Linked DNA regions of Zea mays: region 1 is linked to region 2. A link is a contact called in public Hi-C data. All regions are on one chromosome and are shown on one strand. The core of a region is the stretch at or near the end of the contact, and the rest is flanking DNA. Distances in the headings are between cores, read along the strand shown. Region 1 has its middle 44 kb from the start of LOC100283939. Region 2 holds the start of LOC100283939 (homeobox-leucine zipper protein HAT7).

Evidence for each region. A called contact is a pair of places that touch in the nucleus more often than the background predicts.
Region 1: a contact with region 2 is called in a Hi-C map of endosperm, with 4 times the contacts expected there. The contact joins the enhancer-like site here to the promoter of LOC100283939 in region 2. A contact is called at or near these places in 10 of 25 Hi-C or Micro-C datasets (bundle sheath, ear, endosperm and 4 more).

Annotation. Positions count from the first base shown.
Region 1 is chr1:15,132,883-15,137,617 of Zm-B73-REFERENCE-NAM-5.0, forward strand. No RefSeq gene overlaps it. Among protein-coding and RNA genes, the nearest start is that of LOC100283939, 44 kb to the left of the region's middle. Within about 2 kb of position 2,164, at least 20 of the 20 cell types and tissues checked have an H3K27ac peak or open chromatin away from gene starts, as enhancers often do. A contact at or near this core is called in bundle sheath, ear, endosperm and 3 more, where this site is marked.
Region 2 is chr1:15,089,511-15,093,961 of Zm-B73-REFERENCE-NAM-5.0, forward strand. LOC100283939 (homeobox-leucine zipper protein HAT7) reads right to left here and starts at 1,545. Exons shown (of 3, transcript NM_001366607.1): 1 at 1,239-1,545; 2 at 731-1,134. The coding sequence starts at 1,458.

The DNA.
Region 1 (4,735 bases), core at 914-3,413, 44 kb after region 2:
AGGCCTTTGCAGCTTTATGCTGATGGGGGTTACCAGCTGAGAATTAGGAGCCTTGAGGGTACCCCTAATTATGGTCCCCGACAGTAGTGTAGTGGTATAGGAGGGTATGCGCGAGAGAGAGGTTGCGAGTTCGAATCTCACCATTCACAAAACATATAACTTTGATTCAAAATAATAGTGAAAAATGATAGGGCAATAGGTAAGGTAAAAGGTATGGTTGAAGGTTGGAGAGTTGTTCCTATAATTTTTAAAAAAAAATGTTTTGATATTTTTTTATTTTTTTTATTATTAATTTGCTGAGTGCTTTTCGACACTCGACAAATTTTTTTGCCGGTAGTGAGTAATACGTAGTGCAGTTTTATGGATTCCTCCAAAACTTTGATGCCAAACACGTCTCTAAGTGAAGCTGGCTAAAGGACAAATAAGGGACTAACATCATAAAGGCTAACCCCTCAAAATCACTAGGATCCTAGATTCTATTGTACCTTTGTCTTCTTTGTGTACAACCTACGTACATTTGTTGATGCAACTTTTGTTACCTTTCCGATGTCCTTTACATCGCTTTATCGTCCTTACCGAATGATCCTCTACCCAAACAGCGCCAACGTGTACAGTACCAACGGTTAGCTGAAAGAATAGAATGATGAAGGATGGTTGGCACTAGGAAAACGCAAAAAAAAAAAAAAAAAAAAACGGCCCAATGCATGTTGCACAAGACGTGTCAACATGTTGACAAGAATGTAATAATTACAAGTGTTTTCATCGGAGAAAGTTGCATTGATGATGGCCCAATGACAGTGTACGCATGATTCCAACTTGATGGAGAAATGAGTAGCGCGTATCTCGCTCCATCATACTATCATAGTAGGCGGCAGCAGCGCATGCATGTTATGCGTGCTCTACGCGCATAATGAGGGAACTGTAAAGTAAAGTAGCAAGAGAGGTGTTTGGAAAGCCAGGTGCATGCAAATCCTTGGGAAAAATAATGGATCCTGGGCGCCATCTCTGTCCAGCTGAACCCTTTTCGTATACTAGATGCATGCTGCATAGGCATTAATTGGGAAAGCCAGCCAGCCAGGGCGCCATTGTATTCAAGTCCAATTTTGGTCCATCCAACGGTCCAACCGTTCGGCCATTCGAAGTTCGGATGTCAATTTTCTTCTTTTATACGTGCAGTTTGACGTGACATAGTTTCATAAAGTGCCTGATTAGTGATAATAAGTGAATCAAAAGAGCTCCTTGCTCTCCTCAAAGAAATTTCTTCGGGAAAAAAAAAAGGGAACGCGACCCTCCGTCGGTCCGTCCTGACTCCAGCCTGGGGTCCTGGCCGATCCACATGTTTGTCTGTTTGGCGCGCGGCGCGCCGCACATTACACGTACACGCATTTGGTACAGCTAACCGTGAGCAGCGCGCAGCAATAGGAGGTACGTACGGGGGCTCCGAACCGTTCCAAATTGTAAAGTTTTTTTTTTATTTTTTTAGAGAAATAAAATATCTCAAATTTAACAGAAGTACATGAAAAGGCACAAAGTTTTACAACATCAAATTGGTACAGTGTGCGGCGGGCGGGAGGGAACATATATGTGCAGTGCAGTGACACTAGCTAGGCAGTGCAGGCCACGCCGACAGATGGGTACACTGATGGATGGGTGCGCACTCATGCATCTTACCCATACTCGATCCCATGCATATGGATGATGCTGTCTGGATTGTGGCTTGCGTTAGCGGCTCCTCCAGGACTCCAGGCCATCATCCCTGATCTCCCACGCGACCACGCGTTAATAAATTTCGGGCAGCGATTGACATGTACGCCGCCGTGCACCGCGCATGTGGATGCTTGCGGCCCTCAGATCGGATCCGGTCCAGTCCAGGCGATCCGTGCACGACGTAGCCCGGCCGGCCCCCTCGCGTGGGGCTCGTGTGCCGGCAGCCGTTGCCCTGTGACGACGACCGGGCGTCGATGATGCGGTCGCGTCGGTTACAGCTTTACAATGGCATGCATGAGGTTCCAGAGAGCAGTAAACGCCAAGAGAAGAGCGAGAGAAGACCGGATCGACGACGCGATCGCAACAGGCCGGGACGCTGAGCTACTGAGCATGGGATGGAACGGATGCACACGATATATGATGCAGCGAGACGTGCAGCGTACATGGCTCATGGGCGCGGGCCCACCGTCCCGGGGTGGTGCTCCCTGCTACTGCGAACCGGCCGGGTGGCCCTCTGCCGCTGGTTGGCCTGGCGTGCGTCCGCGCGAGGCCAGCGGCACATGGCCATGTTAGTTAGGAGAGGAGGGGCGCTGGTGGTGGCCTTGTGGTTGTGGGAGATCCCATGCGTGTCGCTGCGCGTCGTCGTATCCGATCCACCTGCACGTACCGTGCGTGTGCGCTGGCTGCGTTCCGTTGGATTGGACCTGAGCACCAGACCCCTTCTAGCTATTTACGACTCTCTCTAGAGCTAGTCGCTCCAGTCCCCCCTCCCTGCACGGCTAGCACTACCCATGCCATGAGTCATGACGAACCTCACTCTAAGTAGTCCGTGGATCGTCACTCGATGGATGGATGGATGGATGATCCTCTCACGAATGGGATCTGTGCGCTGTACATATTTCCTGCTGGTTAGTAGGAACAAGCCGTTTGGAACCTTCTTTCTCCGCGAGCCCGGCCCAACCCCTCACGTGCCACTGCCACCCACATCGATCTCGATCGTCTTCGCCTCCACTGCCTGCGCATACGTTTCTTCTATGCCATCCACACATCCACTTGCGCCCGCCCCTGCGCCGACGGCTAATTCGCCCACGGCACCACCTGAGCCTGCGGTTGTTAACTAAGCATTGCTCCTAATTAAACTACTGCTAGTTGGCCCTGGAATGAACGGGGAACGTGCTGCCAGTGCTACCGCCCCGCCGGCTAGCTAGCGTCCTTGGTGGCAAACGCTGGGGCAGAAGAGAATGTCCCAGCGGGGCTAATTAATAAACAGAACATCCGCTGCATGCCGTCGTGTTTTAGATTATTATTATTGCTGCTAGTGCTAGACGCAGAGCCAGAGTAGAGTTCCCACGACCGCAGTTTCGGTATCGCCGTTTCATTTGGGCCTCAGGCAGGCCCATTGGTCTGGTTTCATTCGGCCTCAGGCCGCCCATCCAATCCAACGGTCCTCTGGCTAGTTGTCGTGCTGCTTGTGCAAAGCTGTGGCCTAACAATTTTCCGCCGTTGCCCCTGTTTGAATTTCAACAAACATTACACGGTGCAAAAGACAAAATCCAAACGACAAATCATTGTGGTACAAACAACACAACAGATCCAGATTACGTTTCAACCGCAATTCCGCAAACACTTGCATTGGCTGACGAGTTGTGAGGGACGGTGACGTGGGCTAGCTAGTAGGTGCTTTGGGGGCCCCGAAAATCGCGGCAAAACTTTTGTTCTTCTTTACCCGTCTAGCGTCAGACGAGCCAGGCAGAGGCCGAATCGGCCGAGCAGCGCCCCAACACGTCGTCGGGGTCTCGGCGACGTACTCAGCGCTTTTCCGAGAAATGCATGGCACCAGCCCTGCATCCCCATGCTGGTCGTTGCCGTTCTTCTTCCCTGTCGCTGCAGCCGGATTTTAGGACAGTCAGAAACGGGCGATGTTTAATCATATCGCCACGGATGAGATTTGGTTCTTCCTCTTTGCACTGAACCTGGAACGGAAAAAGAAAAAAAGAAAAAACTGTTGTTCAGACCAAATTTTATGAAAACCATAGTGTTTCGACGGCCCAATTATTCCCAGATGGGCTGTGCACATATCATAGTTTCCTACTTTGTGTGTGAGTGAATAACCTAAGCTGGTTCTCCTTCTAAATAGTTTTAATTTCGTCTTAGGTTCCCTATCTCTTAAAAAGATCATAATTGTAGGATTCCAAGGTGTGAAATCCATCTGGTTTCGAGGTACAAAAGATAAGAGTAATCAGAGTAGAAAAGTAAAAGGTGAGACATGATCAAGATAAGGTAAGTATGGAATGAATCATAGTAAGGTAAGTAGGTAAGAGTTTGTCCATTTCTATCTAGGTTTCGTCCTACAGTCAACATTTCCTCTGATACCACTTCTGTCACACCCGGCTTTAAGGAATAAAGCCAGGTGCATCTCATACATGCGCCAAGAAGACAGCATATATAATAACAGAGTGTATAGAGATAAATGTCACAAAACATCAGAGTATTATTGTTAGGATTTATGGGCTTGGCCCAATTAAGAAATTCAAATAAATCCCAGAAAAGCTCAAAAGCCCATACAAGAGGATGGCTAGAGGATAGGTGGAACCATTAGCACCATATTGCTAGCTCCAGTGGAGTAGAGCTAGCTTAAATATGGAAGCCACACTCACTCACCAAGTCATGGATGAGAGGAAAGAATGTGGAGAGCCACACGCGCGCGCGCGCTCGCTCGCCTGGCCTGGCCTGGGCGGGGCGAAGGACGCACGACATGCGCGTGAATGGTCCGCCGAAATCCGGTCCCTCGCCTTGCGGGGGCGCGACTACCTTTTGCCGTTCGATTTTTTGGTTTCTTGACTGTTACGTCTATGCTAACCGATCGCTATAAAATCTCAACTGATTGCGAGATTTTCGTGGGCGGATAAGACCAGGGGTCGCGGACTCGGCCCTATAAAAGGAGCCCGGCAGCCAGCCTCCAAATCATCCCAATTCGCTTTCGCCTCTCTTCACAGCTGAGCCGCCTTCTAGTTCTCTTCATCCCAAT
Region 2 (4,451 bases), core at 295-2,794:
GCGCACAGAAAGTGTGTAGTATGGTCTGTGACGAGGCACAGAGACGAGACGAGAGGACCGGGATCTGAACGGGCATGATGAAGCCATTGACTGCGCCAGCAGCAGCATCTTCCTCGTTCAAGACTCGACGCAGGTCACTCAGCTCTGCCTGCATATTCTGCTGCTGACCTTTCCAAAAGCTCTCTCTCTCTCTCTCTCTCTCTCTCTCTCTCTCTCTCTGCCTTTGCAGTTGCTCCAGCAGCAAGATTCCACAAAGGCAGGCAGGGCAGGGCAGGGCCTGGCCAGGCGGTGGTAGTATAGTACGTGTACGCGCGCAGGCAAATGAGTCAAGGCAGGTGAAAAAGGCAGCGGCGCCCAGGGCCGGGAGGGCCACGCATCCAACAACCTTTTCTGCTGCGTGCACTGAAACCCACATGGATCCCAGCTGAGCTGTGCTGTGCGGCTAAGCTGCTGAGCCGCCACCCACCAATCATTGAGCTGGGAAGCCAGCCATGGACGACCGACCCACGCCCACGCCCAGATCAACATCGCGATGCGGATGCGGATCACAGTTCGCGCACGCAGGGGCGACGCACCCGGCAAGCGCACGCAGCTAGCCTAGATCCGGGACGGCCGCGAGTGGCTACCCGGCGCCGGCGAGGATCGGAGGACGCCGCGCCAGAGATCGAGACGATCGAGCACGAGAGATGATCGGATCGGATCGCATGCGTGTACGCTATCACACACAGACCTCGGCTTGGAGCTTCTTGTTGTGGGAGAGGAGGGCGTCGTTGTCGGCCTTGACGGCGTCCAGCTGGCGCTTCAGCGCGTCGTAGTCCTTCTCCAGCTGCTTCGTCTTCCACCGCGCCCGCCGGTTCTGGAACCAGATGGCCACCTGCCGCGGCTGCAGGCCCAGCGCGCGCGCCAGCTGCAGCTTGCGCTCGGGCTCCAGCTTGTTCCCGAGCTCGAAGTTCTTCTCCAGCGTCCGCACCTGCTCCACGTTCAGCCGCCGCTTCTTCTCCCCGCCGGCCTGGGACCCGTCGTCCGACAGCTCGTCCTCGTTCACGCCGCCGCAGCCGTTCACCTCCTCGCCTCCGACGACCTGCACGTCCGCCCCGTACATCGGACGCTTCCCCAGCATTATTGGCGCCATACCTGCATCAACCAACGACCAAGGGCCAGCGCAGGAGCGCATGTCAGCACCAGCGGATAATATGCATCAACCAACCGAGTGATGATTCCATCGATCTGCGCGTGACCTCTGAAGTCCTGGAGCGAGGGGCATTGAGAAGAGGGGAGGAAGGGGTTGTGGTGAGGATGAAGGGGAGGAGCAGCGAGGTGGTGCTTGTGGTGGTGGTGGTGGTGATGCTGTTCTTGATGCTCATGATCGGAGGGTGTCTGCTGCATTTGGAGGAGGAAGTTTGGAGGGAAGAAGGGCGAGGGTGCGGACGCCATGCCATTGCTGGCCATTGGCCTCATCAAACGAGGAGGGCAAGCCGCATGGGCAGTATTTGAGAGAGAGAGAGAGAGAGAGAGCTAGCACTGGGGGAAATAGAGAGTGGCAAGGAAATGCAATGCAACTATAGCACTGGTGGTGGTTGTTATAAAAAGAAAATAAAATCGAGATTATATATATATATATATTAAATAAAATCAAAATAAATACTAGCGTCCCTTACGACGTCATTATATTCACATCGGCTATAGAAAATGATACAAAGTTAACTATAAATTTACAATAACAAAATTACTTTCCATGTTTAAAATCATAGTTTTTTTTATCTTATTCTAGATCAAACTACCAAGTTTATAAAAAAACGTGTCAGCATCAAATTAGTAAAGGCCCTGTTTAGAAGCTTGTTATTTTTTAAGTTTTAAAGCATACTATGGTATTTGATGATACCATGCTCCTGAAAGCCAAAAGATGTTTGGTTGTTACTGATAAAACAGTTTCAAATACTATAGTCAACCTAAAACTACAGAGCACACCATGAGGTTTTGAAAAACTGCTTCAGCAATGCTTTATTTTACAAAAAATTATCAAAGAAATATAGAGCACACTACAAAAGTGACCAAAATACATCACACCCTAGATCAATAGTACTCTATCCTTGTTTTAGCATTATTAATATTTTCTTTCCTGATAATGTAATTTAATTATTAAAATACATGATGTAGGGCTTAACTCTTGGGTCACAATTTGGTTTTAGTGCCTTAAACAATTTAAATAATATAATATTGTAATTTTAGACACTATTTTAAGGCATCTTGTTGAAGATGCTCTAACTACTGATGTATAGAGTAGAACGTGGCTTCCCAACAGGATGAGGGGGGTTGTGCTCATTGTAATGTTGTGTTGCCCTCGTCCCAAACAGTACTCAGTATTTTGTAAAATCGTGGGTTTATTACTGTAGTTTTTTTAAAACCCTAGTTTTTGTCATGTTTAAATGTAAACATAGTATTTCAAACCGTAGTGACCGAAAACTTTGCAGGAGAAATAACATATGTTTTCAAGCAATTCGTAGAACAACGTCGGTTTCACCAAATTAATTCGAAAAACAACATTCCATCTATATTTTTCATTATTTTATAGCTTACACCACATATAGATAGACCAAATTACCCCTATTTATTTCACAACCCATTTTTATCTCTTCTATCCATAAGAAAAACATAAATAGATAAATCATACAAGCTCTATTTTTATAGTGTTAAACATATAAATATGCACATATATTTTTTTTACAAAGGAAGAAGTTTAGATTTAACTGTTGAACTTCAAACCTAGGCATCTTCGACATCGAGCTATTAAAATTTAGACAAACTTTTCACCAAAAGGTCTTCGAATGTACTTCCTCTGTTCCTTTTTATTTGACGTGGTTGTTGATTTTTCAAAAACTTCAATCGTTTGTCTTATTAAAAATATGTTCTATAAAAATTACTTCCACCATCCGAGAATATAATTTTGAAGTTCAATTGTTAAATATAAACCTCCTTCTTTACCTAACAGTGGCGGACCCAGGATTTGAATCTAGGGTAGTCAAGGATAAAAAAGTTGACATGTAATATCGTATATAATTCGGTACCGCATATATCTAATTTCTATATGGTTGATACCTGATTAGAAAATAACAAAAATGTCATATGTGTTTATTTGGACCAAATTCTAGGGTAGTCGAAGGCCTATCCAAAACATTCCTAGTCCGCAACGGTTATAAAACATATGTGTTTATTTGTATGTTTAACACTATTCTTAATAATATAAAAATATTGCTTATATATTTGTATGCATTTATGTTGTTCTTATGGACTGAATAGATAAAAAATAAGGCTAGGAAATGATAGGAGCAATTTGGTCCCTTTTCTTGTGAGCTGAGAAATTAAAGAATGAAAAAATATAGATGGAGTGTTGTTCTTTGAATCCATTCGATGAAACTGATGGTGTTCGTTGAATTGATTGAAAATGAGTGCTATTTTCTGAACACTATCTCAAAGTCACTATCGGAATTTGGCTCTTTGCCGAGTGTTTTTTGTCGGACATTCGGCAAAGGGCTCTTTGCCGAGTGCCACGCAAAAAACTCTCGGTAAAAGAAAACACTCGGCGAAAAAGTTCTTTGTCGAGTGTTACAAATACAACACTCGGCAAAGAACTCTTTGTCGAGTGTTTTTTTTCCAACACTAGGCAAAGACAATTTCAAAATCGCATTTTAAAGCAGTAAATTAATTCAAATGAAAAGGTTTTCAACTATAAATTTGTATAACTCATCATGAAGTACAATTTATATATTGAACATTTATTCATATGACAAAATAAAAATAAATTTGTTCATAAAACCTATATCTCTCTCGTAGTTTATAAAACTACGATACGAGAGAGATGTATAGAATTTGTGCATATTGTTGTAACCGTCATGTGAGATGAACAAATGACCAAACAACCAAAATAAATTTTGTAGATCTTGAGAAGTTATAGAAGTTTGTAGTTGACAAACTTTTCATTTAAAGTCATATTATCAACGAAAACTACGTCTCAATTTAAAAAATTTAAAATTTGAATTTTGAAAATGACCTCGAAAGAAAAAACCACCAACATAAAAGTTGTAGGTATTGAAGAGTTATGAAACTTTGTAGTTGACAATGTTTTGGTTTGAAATCATCTTGTTATGCAAAACTATGTTTGAATTTTTCAAACTATCTCGGATGGAAAAACCACCAAAATAAAAGTTGTGGGTCTTGAAATGTAATGAAATTTTGTAATTGACAAATTTTGGATTTGAAATAATCTTATCATTGAATAATTCGTGTGAAGTTTTCAAATTTAAAATACAAAAGTTGTAAACGGTCTCGGATGTAGAAACTATTAAAATAAAACTTGTAGATCTTAAAAAGTTATGCAACTTTATAGTTAGTCACATTTTCAAATAAACTTATTTAGTGCCTTAAATAATCAAATTACTCTCGGTTTGTTATAG